Linked DNA regions of Mustela erminea: region 1 is linked to region 2. Evidence: chromatin contacts called from public Hi-C data. All regions are on one chromosome and are shown on one strand. Each heading gives the region's core, a stretch centred on a gene start, on an enhancer-like site or on the middle of the called end of the contact. The rest is flanking DNA. Distances are from core to core; before and after follow the strand shown. Region 1 holds the start of FBXO28 (F-box only protein 28). Region 2 holds the start of CNIH4 (protein cornichon homolog 4).

What was found. A called contact is a pair of places that touch in the nucleus more often than the background predicts.
Region 1: a Hi-C map of spleen shows a contact between it and region 2, with 3 times the contacts expected there. The contact joins the promoter of FBXO28 here to the promoter of CNIH4 in region 2. A contact is called at or near these places in 2 of 3 Hi-C or Micro-C datasets (skeletal muscle and spleen).

The regions. Positions count from the first base shown.
Region 1 is chr17:30,975,509-30,983,263 of mMusErm1.Pri, forward strand. FBXO28 (F-box only protein 28) reads right to left here and starts at 5,155. Exons shown (of 5, transcript XM_032317851.1): 1 at 4,848-5,155. The coding sequence starts at 5,114.
Region 2 is chr17:30,795,660-30,802,636 of mMusErm1.Pri, forward strand. It overlaps CNIH4 (protein cornichon homolog 4), which reads right to left and starts at 5,020. Exons shown (of 5, transcript XM_032319106.1): 1 at 4,868-5,020; 2 at 1,517-1,585. The coding sequence starts at 4,936.

The sequences.
Region 1 (7,755 bases), core at 3,905-6,404, 180 kb after region 2:
TTAACAACGCAAGACACATATGCCATAAATTTGTGAAACCTGTAATTTTCCTATGAAACCTAATCTTAGTGTCAAATCTCGGTTGATTCTAAGATCCATATCTTTCCAGATTTTAACATTTGACATTGGAATGGTCTTACAATAATTGGCAGCATTTCTTTTTCAGAGGGCTCACAGGCTACAAAATATAAAAGGGTGGACTTCTTTGATTTTGTTTAAGATGCTGCAGAGACTTTAAGACGTCAATAAAAGCTCTTCAGAGGGATGGGGAAGCACTGCCAGAATACACATACAAATTGATCAAGATGCATTCTGATTTCAAAAATCCTAGAACACGATACTGTATCTTAGAATCCAGGAAATGTAATAAGTTCGGATTTTTCATGTCCTTATTTAGTGCTTTACAGTTCTCAAATGAATTGAATACCTGATGCTTTTCTCCAATTAATCCAGAAGCTATTATCAAAGATTAGGCCACTTACCAATAACCCTCAAACTGGAAAGAACTTAAGACACCAGAACCTTTCCTTTCTTTTTACAGTGAGAACATGGAGGCCTTAAGAAATTATGTAACGTGTACAAAGTCAAACTATGCAGTGGCAAAAATGAAATTAAGAATTCAGGCTTCTAATTAGTATCTTTTTAAATTTAGTGATCTGCAGCTCTACAGAGTGAAACAATTATCCTAACAATTCTCAACTGATTGGTCTCAACTAACACTCTGCTGCTACAGAAAATGTTGGCACAAGTCTCAAGTAGGACTTCCTGAGGCAGTATGAGATTTTAAGGACATTAGGGGGTGTTCTCATCACACTGCTAAAGTTTAGAGAGATGGTGCTAGTCTATATCTTTCTAGAATTCTTCCAAAGTTCAAAAATCAGAAGTCAATTATGAGGAAGCAATGAGACAAATCTGCACTGTAGAACATTTTATAACCCACCTGCCCTGATTCTTCGAAAAGCCAACTGCACGAGGAATGAAAAAAGTAGGGAGAATGTTCTAGATTAAAAAGACATTCTGGGTTAAGCCTCTGCCTCCAGCTCAGGTCATGTTCCCACTGTCCTAGGATCGAGCCCCACATCGGGCTCTCTGCTCCGAGGGGAGCCTGCTTTCTCCTCTCTCTCTGCCGGCCTCTCTGCCTGCTTGTGATCCCTGTCTGTCAAATAAATAAATAAAATCATTTAAAAAAAAAAAAAAGAAAGAAAGAGCAAGCTGTGGTTCTCAAAGTGTGGTCTAGGGACCCCTGGGATTCCCAAGATCCTTTTGAGAGTCTGTGGGGCCAAACTAGTTTCATAATACGAAGACGTTATTTGCCACTTCTACTCTCATTCCTCCATAATATACAATGGACTTTTCCAGTGGCAACACAACACATGACAACAATTTTCTGGCAACTAATGAAGAATATACTGTCTCTTCCTGCGTCTTCTAGAATTTTCTAAGGTAAGCTCTTAGGGTCTTCAGTAACTTAACAGTATAAAGATGTCCTGAGGTTTAAAAAAAAAAAAATTGGGGCGCCTGGGTGGCTCAGTTGGTTGGACGACTGCCTTCGGCTCAGGTCATGATCCTGGAGTCCCGGGATCGAGTCCCACATTGGGCTCCCAGCTCCATGGGGAGTCTGCTTCTCCCTCTGACCTTCTCCTCGCTCATGTTCTCTCTCACTGTCTCTCTCTCAAATAAATAAATAAAATCTTAAAAAAAAAATTGAAAACTACTGGCACACAGCAAGAGATGTAAGGAAGACAGCATGCCTATTAAAAAAGGAGTTAATGGTTTCTCATTTTCTTACCAATCAACGTTCTCTAAAATTTTCTAACATGTTTGAACAAAAGATATAAAAGGAACTATAAATGGGTAACAAATTTAACTAGCTACAGTGCTCTGAAGTGTCTCAGGATGAAAGTATATAGGTATTTTGTTACCTACCAGAAAATTTCATTCCACATAATGAGCAAGACTTCTGAATTTAACCTTCAGTCATATTTATGTCCTGAACTACTAATAGGATTCCATTAAATTTATAGAAGCTCAAACCATACAGGAAAAAATTTCATAGGATACCTCTAAAACAGCTTTTAAAAAGCCTTCCACATTCATATTTCAGTGAGTGAGAACACTATGCTCACAAATCAAAGTCAAACGCTCAAACTTGGCTTAGATACACTCCTGAACTGGGGGTAGGACCTCACTTCTTAACCTTTGCCACGTGTTTCAAAAACTCTCACCCTATCAAGAGGGCCTAGGTGACAGTCTAACGCTGTATCAGCACAAATTTGTCTGATTTACTGAAAAAACAACTCAAAGTACAAGTTTTATCACTTCAAAAGCTGTGTTCCATCAAATAATTTTAAATACATTGGAAGAGTTAAGTATTTAAAGCATTATTTCTGTGTAATCAAGATTTCTAGGCTCTGGATACATTTTTGGAGCATCAATGGCAGGAAAAATGAACAAACAAACCAACAATTCAATAAGGCATTTGGATAATCCCTTGGAAAGAAATGGAGAGTCACATTTCAATTATTCATGGCAACAGGAAGCAAAGACTATCATCAACTAAACTGCACAAACAACTGAAAAATGTTATTTTAGCAATCTCAACCAAGAGCACATCTTTTAAAGAAAATACAGAGTAATGAGTACATGGCTTATGTGTCTGTCTTCTAATTTAGGTGCTAACCACAGTGACAACTGAGTCCCTAATAAGTAAACCAGAGAGAAAAAAAAAACCTGAAACATCCAAACAATACATACACTAGTTCATCAACCACTGAGCTGCTGACATTTAGCGTTATGGAAACTAATTCTATTCTTAATTAGTATCACTCTCTTCCAAGCATATCCAGCCTAATCCCACTAAAAACAAACAAACAAACAAACTTAAAATGAAAGGAGCTGGAGTAACGTGTACTCCAGATAGCAGCATACATACTAATGTTCCTTGATTTTTTCTGGCAAAGAGCCCTTTAGATATAAGGAAAGCACGAAGCAGGCACTGTTTCTACCCTGCCAATGTCATTAAGAGACCACAATTAAATTAATGCTGACATCTAGTGGCAAGAAAAAAATCTTTCTTTTATAATGCTACCTGAATTGTACCTTATGACCCCAAGCGGATCAATCTGAAACCAAAGACATTTCCAAATAGCCACAAAAGATTATCCACTTAATCTACAAATTATCTATTAACCTTAAGCAAACAAAAGAATAAGAAAATAGTTCCTCATTACTAAACCAGAGGGGAAAGACCCTCTCTAGGACATAAAATTGACTTAAGAATCTTTGGGGGGGGGTACAGGGGATGGTAAGGGGCTCCTTATGAAAAACCTGTTTGAAACCACAAATCTGTACCCTAAAAGTCTAGAAGAGATGACTGCTTTAAAATTAAGAACGCAACTGAGTATTTCACTTGAAAGAGATGTCATTCATTAATAAACAGTGGGATGTCCTAAGAAGCTAGTTTTCCCCCCCAAAAAATGTTTTTAATTTTTAAAAAGGTAAACGACTGACAAAAGAACAAAAAACCAGTGTTCCCCAACACTTACAAAACAGAACTGTGAATATTCCAAGCTTTACAAAGCCATTGTTTGGCTGAGAGGCTCAATTCAATCAAACGTTATGCCTAATTTCCAGACACTGTGAACATACAGCATGAATCTTGAGCAAACATCACCCTTCATAAAAATCGGACTATTTAAGATTCTACACGGAATTCTAGGATGACATGTTTGGGGAATGCAGGGACAATCAATTTTGACAAACGATATTTCAACTGAAGTATCTTCCATTCTGCAGACTGGCGTGGTAGAACTGCTGGGCTGACTAGAAAAGAGAAACCTGGTCATCAGTTTGAATCAAAATTAATAAACTTTCTTTAAAAAGTATGATTTCCCTTCCAAAACGCAATTAGAATCAAATTTAAACTGGAGGTGTAAACCTAAAATGTGGCACACGAACGAGAAAATGCTGTACACACTACATTCAGAAATATGTCTTTGTCCTCTTAAAAACAATCCCAAGCACAGATTGAGCTCCTACACAGAGTCGGCACAGAGTCCCTTCAAAATGTCCACCTCCTTCAATTTCCTTCCCACTTAAAGGATAAATTCCCCGACAGGAAGCCAAAGATCTTAACTGAACTAAGACATTCATCAAACCTTCAGTCCACGGTGTGGAGCGAGGTAAATTCCTCCTTTCTATAAATCACTTGAACTACTGTGATTTGAAGCTGGCGGGTGGGCGTAAGTCACTAGTTAGAAAATGAACTGCAAGAGAAACCAACCCTGTCCAGGGGCGAGGTGCTCCCCGAGGGTGGGAAGTGTCGGGGCGAGGCCGAGCCGGACGCGCTCTCGGTGGGCTCTACTTTACTGGTCACCTGGGGAGCTGGGGCCACCAAATGGCGTTCACGCCCCTCTGAGCCCCCACCGGGTTTGTGGAGGCCTCCCCGACCCTACTTCATCTTCTCCAACCGGGAAACCTAGGTCGGGGTTGGGGGGGAAGTGGGGACACAGTGCGTGATTCCTGCGGACCGACCAAACCTGGCTGGGCCCGGCCGGGGACTGGACGCTGGTGCACAAAAGGCTGCGACCCGAGCCGCGGAGCCGGCGCTCGGGCCCGGCGGCGCTGGGACGCCCCAACTCCCGCCGCCGCCCCGCTTCCGGGCCGGGGCAGCGAGCCCCCTAGCTCCGCGGCAGGAAGGGGAGGGGGGATGACCCCGCCGCCCGGCGCCGGGACTCCGCGTCCTGGAGCCGGCTGCGGCTCCCTCCCCGGGGGACGCGCTCCCCTCTCCGCCCCTCCCCAGACCTCGGCCGGCGGAGGGGGCGGCGGGGGTCCCGCGGGGGCCTCACCAGGCGGAGCTGGCTAATTTCGTCGTAGGACATAAAGCTGAGGATGTTCTCGATGGCTACGATGGGCAGCGCCACCAGCGTGTTGTTTTGAGGCAGCTGGTCGGGAGCCAGCGCCTGGGCTGGGGGCGCCTGGGAGCCCGGCTGCGGGGCCGGGGGCGGGGGCGGGGGGGGCAGTCGCTGGGTAGAGCCGATGGCCGAAGAGGGGCCGCCGTCGCCGTGGCCGCCGCCTCCTTCCTCAGCCATCCGCTCCTCCGACGCCGCCGCCATCTTGGGGGTTTGATTTCTTCCCCCCCGCAGCAAGGGGAACTAGGGCGCTTCCGGTGCGTCACTTCCGCCTCGGGCCGCGGGGCGGGGCCCCGGAGGGGTGGAGCCTGCGCGGTGGCTGGCGGCGGGATTCGCTTGAGTTGCGGTTGGTCCCCGTGGCGGTGCGGCCTGGGGCTGTTTTTCCCGGGAAGCCGACCTTTGGAGGCCCTCTGACCCGAGGCCGGCAGGGACCGGAGGGCGAGGGAGCCCGGTCGGTTAGAGTGCAGTCCGCCGGCGCGATTTTCTTGGCGCGCCTCCTGACACGGGGCGGGGAGAGTAGTGTTGCCTCGCGGGTGTGGACTCGTCGTCGTTTGTGGAGAATGAGGTAATGGTCCCTTTAAGCGAATGACGAGGAGTGAAGTACTGACTAAAGCCACGGTGTACAGGGACCTTGAAAACTTCCTATTAAAAGAAAGAAGCCAGACCCAGAGGACAACATTGATCTGGGGACGTCTGCAGCCGTCAAGTGCGCGGAGGGCGGAGGGGCGGTTTTCGGGCTCCGGGGCTGGAGGGAGGGAGGGGCGTCCTGCTGCGACCCCAGGGTTCTGCTGGGGGATGGAGAGTAAGGAGGGGAGCTGGGCGGCCGGGGTCCTGCTGGGGGAGGGAGGTGGGGCAAGGAGAGGAGCCCTGCTGGGGGTGGAAAGAGCGAGCGGTGCCCTGTTCTGGGGCTAGGGTCCTCCTGGGGTGGTGAAGCGGAGGGTGGGAGGAGTGGTTAGGGCGGAGGCACCTGCAGAGTGGAGGGAGAGGCATCCTGCCGGGGTGAAGATGCTTCCGGGTTAGATAGCGTGGGTGCACAACCTTGTGAGTACCCTAAAAGCAGTATGTTAAAAGTGGTTGTACACCTTGCGCATTGTATCTCAATGTAAACGTTGATTTAGGCAAGAGTCATTAAAAAATGCTATAAGGAGGTATATAAAGGTATGACGTGGAACGTAAAATTTAGGTAGTCTCAAAATAACTCTTCATAAATTACATGTTAATTACAAAAATAAATAAGTTTGCAGTAGAGAAGTTGGGTGGACAACTGCCGTGATCAAGTCACTAACACTAATATCAGGCGTTTTGAGAGGGATGAACATCATGTACCTTCTGATAGGATATGAAAAGAACGTGACACAAGATAGTACTCCTGAAAAAAAGAAAAAAGCAAGCATACCTTTATTTGAGGCAGGCAGATCTGATTAATTGTTCCATGCTCTTCAAAAACATTACTGTCATGAAAGACAAAGACTAAGGATTTGTGTCAGATTAAAAGAGGCTAAGGAGGTAAGACAGCTACATTCATAGGTGATCTTGAATTGGATCCTGGATTAGGAAAAATAGCTAAAAAGAACATTGTGACAATAGGCAAAATTTGAATATGGGTTATATATTAGATAGTATTGTAATCAATACATTTTTTTGATTTGGTTAATTTTATTGTGCTCTTGGAAGAGAATGTCCTTATTCTTAGGAAATACACATTGAAGTATTTAGAGGTCAAGGGGCAGATCTCAATTTGATCTCAAATGGTTCATTGGAGAATGAGATTAATAAAGCAAATATAAATGTTAACAAATTGTGAATCTGGATGAAGAATATACAAGAGTTCCTTGTACTATCTTGTAATTATTTCAAAATAAAAACTTTTTAAAGGTCGTGCTTGTTAAAATCAGTAAAGGGAAACCTCACCAGAGTGGATTCTGGGTGCAGAAGGGGAGAGGGAGCCGCGCCACTCAAGGTCAATCACAGACCCAACAGAAGAACCCTCCCCAGGGAAGGATCCCAAATTCCAGGCCCCCACAGGGAAAGGTGGACATTGCATGTCCTACAGAAGTGAGCTCCCTGGCAGTGCGGCCAGGGACAAACCACCACCACCCTGAACTCCTGTGTTTCTCCAGTGGATTTTGCTTCAGAACAGCCCTCCCAACTTCCTCCTTGTCCACAAAACCACGTTCCTCTCCTTTGTGTGTTGGACTTGCCTGTGGTCTTGCCGTAGCTTGCGTGTCCCAAACTGCAATTCTCTGCTATTCCCGAATCCACTTCCATGGGGAAAGTAACAACTTTTATTTTTAAGGTTAGTAGTTAATATTTCCATATTTTTGTATTCTCATAATCTCCTATAACAAAGATGAGGATGCACAGGTGACTAAATTTTGACGCTTTGTCTTCTTAGTCCTGAGTCTTAATCTCAGTCTCCAGTGTGACCCTTCTTTTGCCACTCTGGTTTGGAATCTGAGGGTTGCAATGTAGATGCAGAAACCACCGGAAAAGCTATGCGTAAGGGCTATGGGCAAGGGGGCAAAGAACACAAGGAGATTAACTGGGGGTAGGGGTGTGTTGGCCAGAATGGGCACACTTTCTGGTGACGGGCATTAAGGAGGGCATGGGGGTGTAATGAGCACTGGGTGTTACATGTAACTGCTGAATCGCTAAGTCCTGACCTTGAAAAGAATAGTACACTATAAGTTAACTAACTGAGTTTAAATAAAAAATTTTTAAAAAAGGATTGGCACACTTTACCCATTCACAGGCTCTTAAACAACTGGTCACTTCATCTACCTTGTTGCACCTGAGAAACCCTTTGAAGTTACTTCTTTAGTTCCCCCCTCGCATGTCTAGCATT
Region 2 (6,977 bases), core at 3,770-6,269:
AGTGTAAGATTTGTAATATCTTTGACGAGTTGTGTGCAAATATTACCTTCACAAAAATAAAATTTTACATTAAAAAAATGACTTAACTTCAAATTGAAGGGTAATTTTCTCAATAGAAAAATCCAGGTAATCTTATCTTTGCATTTCAATTTTTATTTTTATAAAAGAAAACCCAATTAAATGCCCCCTAAAATATTGCATAAGCAAGAAATATAAAAAGAAATACAATCCAGCTGGTAAGATATATATTTAATCATTCTTGTGAAGGTGAGGAGGACTGAAACTAATATAATATGGATTGCATCTCAATTTTTTTAGAAGTCTTTAAGTACAGCGGATATATACAAAATCTTTTATTTAAAATCTGTCATTAGGGCGCCTGGGTGGCTCAGTGGGTTAAGCCGCTGCCTTCGGCTCAGGTCATGATCTCAGGGTCCTGGGATCGAGTCCCGCATCGGGTTCTCTGCTCCGCGGGGAGCCTGCTTCCTCCTCTCTCTCTGCCTGCCTCTCTGCCTACTTGTGATCTCTCTGTGTCAAATGAATAAATAAAATCTTTAAAATAAATAAATAAATAAATAAATAAATAAATAAAATCTGTCATTATATTAAGCCATGTTCCAGAAAATCCAAAATAAAGAAAACAAGAGGAGTATCGTTTACTAGAAATTTTAATTTTCCACATGTGACTTTTTCCCCTCGTTAAGTAGATGAAGAGGTGAAAAGACACACAGAATGATGTTTAGGTCAAGCCAAAAGCACCTCTTAGTATTTAGTGAATTGTTAACATGAACTTTTATCCAGAAAGCTCTCCTGTCTGCTCAGCCCATAAAATGAATCAGGACTAACTGGTTTTCCTCCATGCAGACAACCCTGCAACTCAAGAGTATTCTTAGCAACATCAAGTTCTGACTATATACCAAAAGTAAAATGGCCTTGAAACAAACCAACTCATTAATTCCATTTTTCAGCAAGCCACGAAAAGAAGATTGTCTTTTATGCAACAAAAAACAGACTGAGGTTGGGGCGCGTGGGTTGAGCCTCTGCCTTCGGCTCAGGTCAGGATCCCAGGGTCTTGGGATCGAGGCTTGCATCGGGCTCTCTGCTCAGCGGGGAGCCTGCTTCCCCCTCTCTCTCTGCCTGCCTCTCTGCCCACTTGTGATCTCTGTCAAATAAATAAAATCTTTAAAAAAAGAAAAAGACTGAGGTTTTTTGTCACGAGCAGGTAGGATGGGTTTAGACACAGAAGACAAAGACAATTACCCTCATAATGAGCCTTTCCCTTGTAAAGTACTGGTGGGCACAGGAAGAAGCACTGTAAAGAAAATTTCTGGGGAGGTCCTCTAGTATAGTTTCATGATCTAAAATACTGCAAAAACACAGCTCTACAAACATTCCAATGAATAAGCAGATAAACACTTCAAAATCAAATATACATACATTGGTTATCTGTAAGTAATCTCTGACACAGAAGTGCAGAACTACCTTTAGCGCGAAAATGAGTAAAGAAATGTCTTACCTTGTTTAATTTCGAGCAACATGATCTAGCATTAATGTAATCACATTCTAAATCAGACAATGTAATTATCTGAGGATCAAGATAAGGAATAATAAGACTTCTTTGAGAACAACAATTTTTGTTTTTAAGTTTCAGACAGAAACCCTAATGCAACGCAGAATGAGATTTGACTTGTAAAGACTGTAGTTATCTCCGTAAAGTTCACTCATTCAACAACTCAATTTTCTGACTTCTGTTCCTTCAACAAGTTATTTTCACAAAATAATCTTATGCTCAATTCTAAAGTGACCCATATGAGAACGTTCAAAGGGAGTTCCTAAAAAAATCAAACACTAACTGTTAAGAAACAGAAAATAAGGCCTTTAAAAACAATTTAAATGTGAATTTAAACCTGAATTCCCACTAATACGAAAAGTGTTTCTCTATGACAGATCCATAAACTGTCTTTGAAGACTCAGGATGTGACAAAAGAATAAGATACAAAACTATCGATACAGGACAGTCTTATGTCAGCACTGGCCATGCCTCCTTCCAGATGACCTGTTTTCCTCATACTTTTTACAATCTCCGAAACCTTGCATATTAAATATACTTTCTACTAGAATTAAGCAAAAAATGCTTTTTAGTACCACATGCAAACTCGTTGAGGACGTGTGACTCGGAAGGAAAAGTCCTCAACGGAACGATACAAGGCCTGAGATTTGCTGTGAAATGTTCCCACATCCCCTCCCCCCGGGAAAGGAGAAAGCAAAATGCTGAAAATCACTGTTGGTCACAGAAACAGGGGGGTTATTACTCTATGGTCTCTACTTTCATGCTTGAAAATGTCCAATGAAATAAGTAAAAATAAATGTTCTCACCTAAATTCTATTCCATATGGATATTCTCTCTAACACCTCTATACAATTCAAGTCAAACGCATCATTTTCTCCACAGATTGTCCGCCTCCAAATGTGTTTTCTTTCTGTCGATAACACAAGCACCATTTGCCCAAGCTCAAAACATGGCAAGTTCTCTCTGTCCTCTGTTTTATGTCCTACAAGCAGCCTCCCGCAGGTCTGGGCAACGCCCTCCTCTTCACTCCACCCAGGAATCCCTCCTTTTCACTTGTCCACAGTCAGAACTATTTCAAATCCACATGGGCCCATTCCCCAGTGGTTTACCTTCCAGTCTTTCCCATTTCCAACCCACTCTGCAGATTCATCTTCTTAATACTCCATTTGTTCATGTGAAAAATATTCAGTGGCTAGAGGATAAAGTGAAAGCCTTCCCGCCTTAACACGCAAACTCTTCAAAATCTGTTCTAACCCGGCGTTTCCCATCTGACCTTCTACTACCACCTCAATTAAGTATGTCTCTCTTTCTTAACCCAGTCATCCAGAAATGCCATAAACACACTTGAATCTTCACCTTTGCCCTGCCTGATTTTGAATTCCACCCGTTTCCTTCATGTTTCAAAGTCTGGGAAAACTTCTATCCCTACTGGACAATATTCTACCATTCTACCTCTTGCCTCTAGAATTAAGCTGGTTCAGCTATCCAAAAATACAGCAATATGCTGAATCTCATCGAAAGACACCCTAGGGGCACCTGGGTAGCTTAGTGGGTTAAGACTCTGCCTTCAGCTCAGGCTCAGGTCATGATCTCAGGGTCCTGGGATTGAGCCCTGCATCTGGCTCTCTGCTGAACAGGGAACCTGCTTCCCCGCCACTCTCTGCCTACTTGTGATCTCTCTCTGTCAAATAAGTAAATAAAATCTTAAAAAAAAGAAAAAAGAAAAACAAACCAAAAACACCCCTAAATGTACCTGATTGTCTAAGTCAAATATTCCACCTAACGTTTTTTCCATACACACAAATTGGTACAAGCCACGCCCATTTTAAATTATCAAGCCTAGTTTCCAAACTGCAAACACAGAAATTCATGTTTCATTTCTCTGTAAGTCCCAGATCCTTAGGCCACAAGAGGGGCATAGGTCGTCAAAACTTGGCCCTGTGATTCTGCCCTTTCAGTTCACCAAACCCAATAAAACTCAAGGTTCTCCCTTGACTGACTGTCTCATTGGTACAGCATGTGAGCCTTGATCTTGGGGTTGTGAATTCCAGCCCCAGCCTTCTGCTACACAGATTACTTAAAAATCTTAAAACAGGGCACCTGCGTGGCTCAGTGGGTTGAGGCCTCTGCCTTCCACTCAGGTCATGATCAGATCGAGTCCCACATTGGCTCTCTGCTCGGCAGGGAGCTTGCTTCCTCTCTCTCTGCCTGCCGTTCTGACTACTTCTGATCTCTGTCAAATAAATAAATAAAATCTTTAAAAAAAAAAAATCTTAAAACAAAACAAAGCCAACTCAAGGTTCTCCTCATTAGAATTCATCAGTTCAAGTAAAAAGTGCAGCTGAAGTGGGGCGGGGGAGGCAAGCACCATGCTGAGGGCTGAGCCCTTGTACACACCCAGAGCTGGGAAGTAAAAAGTCCCTTTGTAAAGATAAGAAACCCCAGGCGGAGAGAGGTGAAGCACTGTGCACAGCAAACATCCAGTAAAGCAAGGGGTCCTGACTGCAAATTCTGTCCTCCTCCTCTCCAACGGACCGCCCGACTACAATACAGCGTGAGGTCACGCTGAAAACTCACGCTACAAACATCCTAAAGCCGGGATGCTCTGGCAAAAAGTTTACTTCCATCAGAAAGCACTGAGAGTGAATTCCAAGAAAAAGAAAAACCATGCAATTCCCCGTGTTTGTTTCCTAGTATCCTAAACTTAAACTGGAGGGTGCACTGGGGGACGACCAAGACTGGATGCAGGGTGCGGGTCCAACCCTCACGCGCGCTGGCCTGGACACCAGTCTGAGGACCAGCACAGGAGCAAGTCTTCCGTGCCCGCGCCGTTTCGGCACAGACACACGGGCACCCGGCCCCCCACGGTTCCCAGCAGAGGGCTGCCCCGGCCCCCGCCCCGGCCGGTCCCGCACGACGCCCACGTCCCAGGCGGCGCCAGGCCGCCAAGGCCCCGGTGCCACGACAAGGGCGGCGGTGGCTGTCTCCCACAGAGACCGGAGCCGGCTCGTCGCATCCGCTCGCCCGGGACCCCAGCGTCCCCCGCGGCCCCGCCAGGGAGGCCAGCCGCCCGGCGGCTCGGGGCGGGGCCGGTGCGCGGGGGCGGGGGCGGGGGCGGCGGGAATGGCGGGCTTCCCGACGGCCCTCCCTCGCTGGGCCGTCGTTCCACCCCGCCCTGGTCCCGGTCCCGGTCCCGACCGGGCCGCCCTCGCCCCCGCGCACCTGCCCGGCCCCGCCTCAGCCCCGTCTCCCGGGCGCCGGGCTCGGCCGGCCTCCGCCCGCCTCAGGCAAGGATACGAAGTACACCGAGAGGAAGATAAGGGCGCAACAGTCGAGGAGGGAGAAGACGAACACCACCGCCTCCATCCTCCGCCGCCGCCGCCGCCGCTCCTTCCGTCAAACCGGCTCCGGCGCCCGCCGCGCCCGTCCGCCCCTGATAGGCCCTCGCCCAGGCCGCTGGGGCGCGTTGTGCGGACGCCACGGCGCGGCATGCCGGGAATTGTAGTCCGCCCCGCGAACCACCCCGGCCGCCGTAGTTCTGATGCATGCTGGAAAGTGTAGTTCGTCAGCACCAACACCCGCGAGAGGGAAGGGCGGAACTCTACCCTCAATCTGATTCGTTCCAGAAATTATGACAAGACTTAGTCAACAAGCAATTACTGAACGCTGGTAATCTGCTGCATACCTGGTACAATTTGTTATAGTGTGCGATTTTTCTTTTGGATTCCGCGCAGGCCCCACAGGATCCTCGAATTGGCAATGCTAAGACGTTTTCCTCCTGCAGCCCAAGTGTCTCCGCAACAATCCTTGGCTCGCACGTTGAGACTTGCTCTTCCTGATCTCCGTTTCTCCGGAGGTTTCACGGCCCCTTGCTTATTCTGTGACAGCAACGATTCTCTCCACTCTAGATTGTAAGATTTTTGAAGGTGTTGCAGGTCATCTCATCCATTCATTCAACAACTACTTACTGACTCTACTACCCCCACGACATGCCAGGACCTGCCCTACACCCGAGATACAGGAAAGTGCGAGGCAAGACAGGCAAATAGGTAACGAACAAATAGAGAGGAAATGTCATTTTAAAGGCCCATTAGGGCAAAGTAATACGTTCATTCAACCAATATTTTCTGAGCAGCTTGTATATGCCAGTTCCTGGACCTTAGGGATACATGATGAATAAGAGGGGGAAAGTCCTCGCGGTCCTGCAGCTCCCATTACAGTGGGGGAGACAGAGGACAACAAACTGTATTAATGACAGGCAGTTATAAGTAATTTGAAGAGGACAGAGGAGGGGAAACTGTTGCCAACTGAACCATCAGAGAAAGGCAGGCTGAGGAATTTTTAATTTGAAACCTGAACAGCTCCCTGAAGATTTTCAGGCAGAGTGTTTGCAAACACCCTATTGCTCACAGATACTGTAGTCTTGAAGAATAGGAGAGAAGGCAGTGTGGCTGTACTAGGATGAAGAAGGATGTGAGAGTTTTGAGAGGACATCAGAGGGAGCAGGGTAAGGTCACACAGGTCTTGGGGACCCTTCCCAAAGAGTTTAACTTCTATTCTAGTGTGATGATAAACCACTGGACAGTTTTAAGTATAAAAGTACCTTGGTGTAGGGGCACCTGGGTGGCTTAGTTGGTTAAGCATCTGTCTTTGGCTCAGGTCACAATATCGGTCCTCCAACTGAGCCCTGAGTTGGAGGGGAGTAGGGGGTGGAAGGAAGGTGGAAGGGGGAGTGGGGGTGCTGCTCAGCGGGGAGTCTGCCTCTCTTCCCCCACCACTCCCCCAGCTCATGTTTGCTCATTCACGTGCGCTGTTTCTCTCTCTCCCTCTCTCTCAAATAAATAAGTAAAATCTTAAAAAAACAAAAAGTACCTTGTTCTGACTTACATTCTAAAAACATCCTTCTGTTTGGTGCACTAAATGTATGAAAGGGGGACAAGTTTGCAAGGATACCAATTAGGAGAGAAGAAGATGACTAGGGGAATTAGTATGAAGGCAAACCAACAGGATTTGCCTGACAAAGCATAAATTCATAGGATTATTAAGGGTCCATAGGTTAAAGCCAGGCAGACAGGTAACAGTTTATCTATACACCAGTTATTACTACACTCCTACTGCACCTTGTCCACACCTCTCTAGAGAGCTCACACAACACTCCTCGACATGCCCAGCCAGCCATGCCTTGGACTGCAAAAAAAGAAACAAATCTTATTAGTATTTTTGCCCCCTAGCACCTTCCATCCTGTAAATAGCTGGTGTTTCGGAATTGTTTGCCAAATGAATGACCTATACTGACTGTAAGGAGAGATTTCATTAAAATTATTACAGATTTTTAAAATATATTTTATTTATTTGACAGACATAGATCACAAGTAGGCAGAGAGTCAGGAGGTGGGGTGGGGGAGAA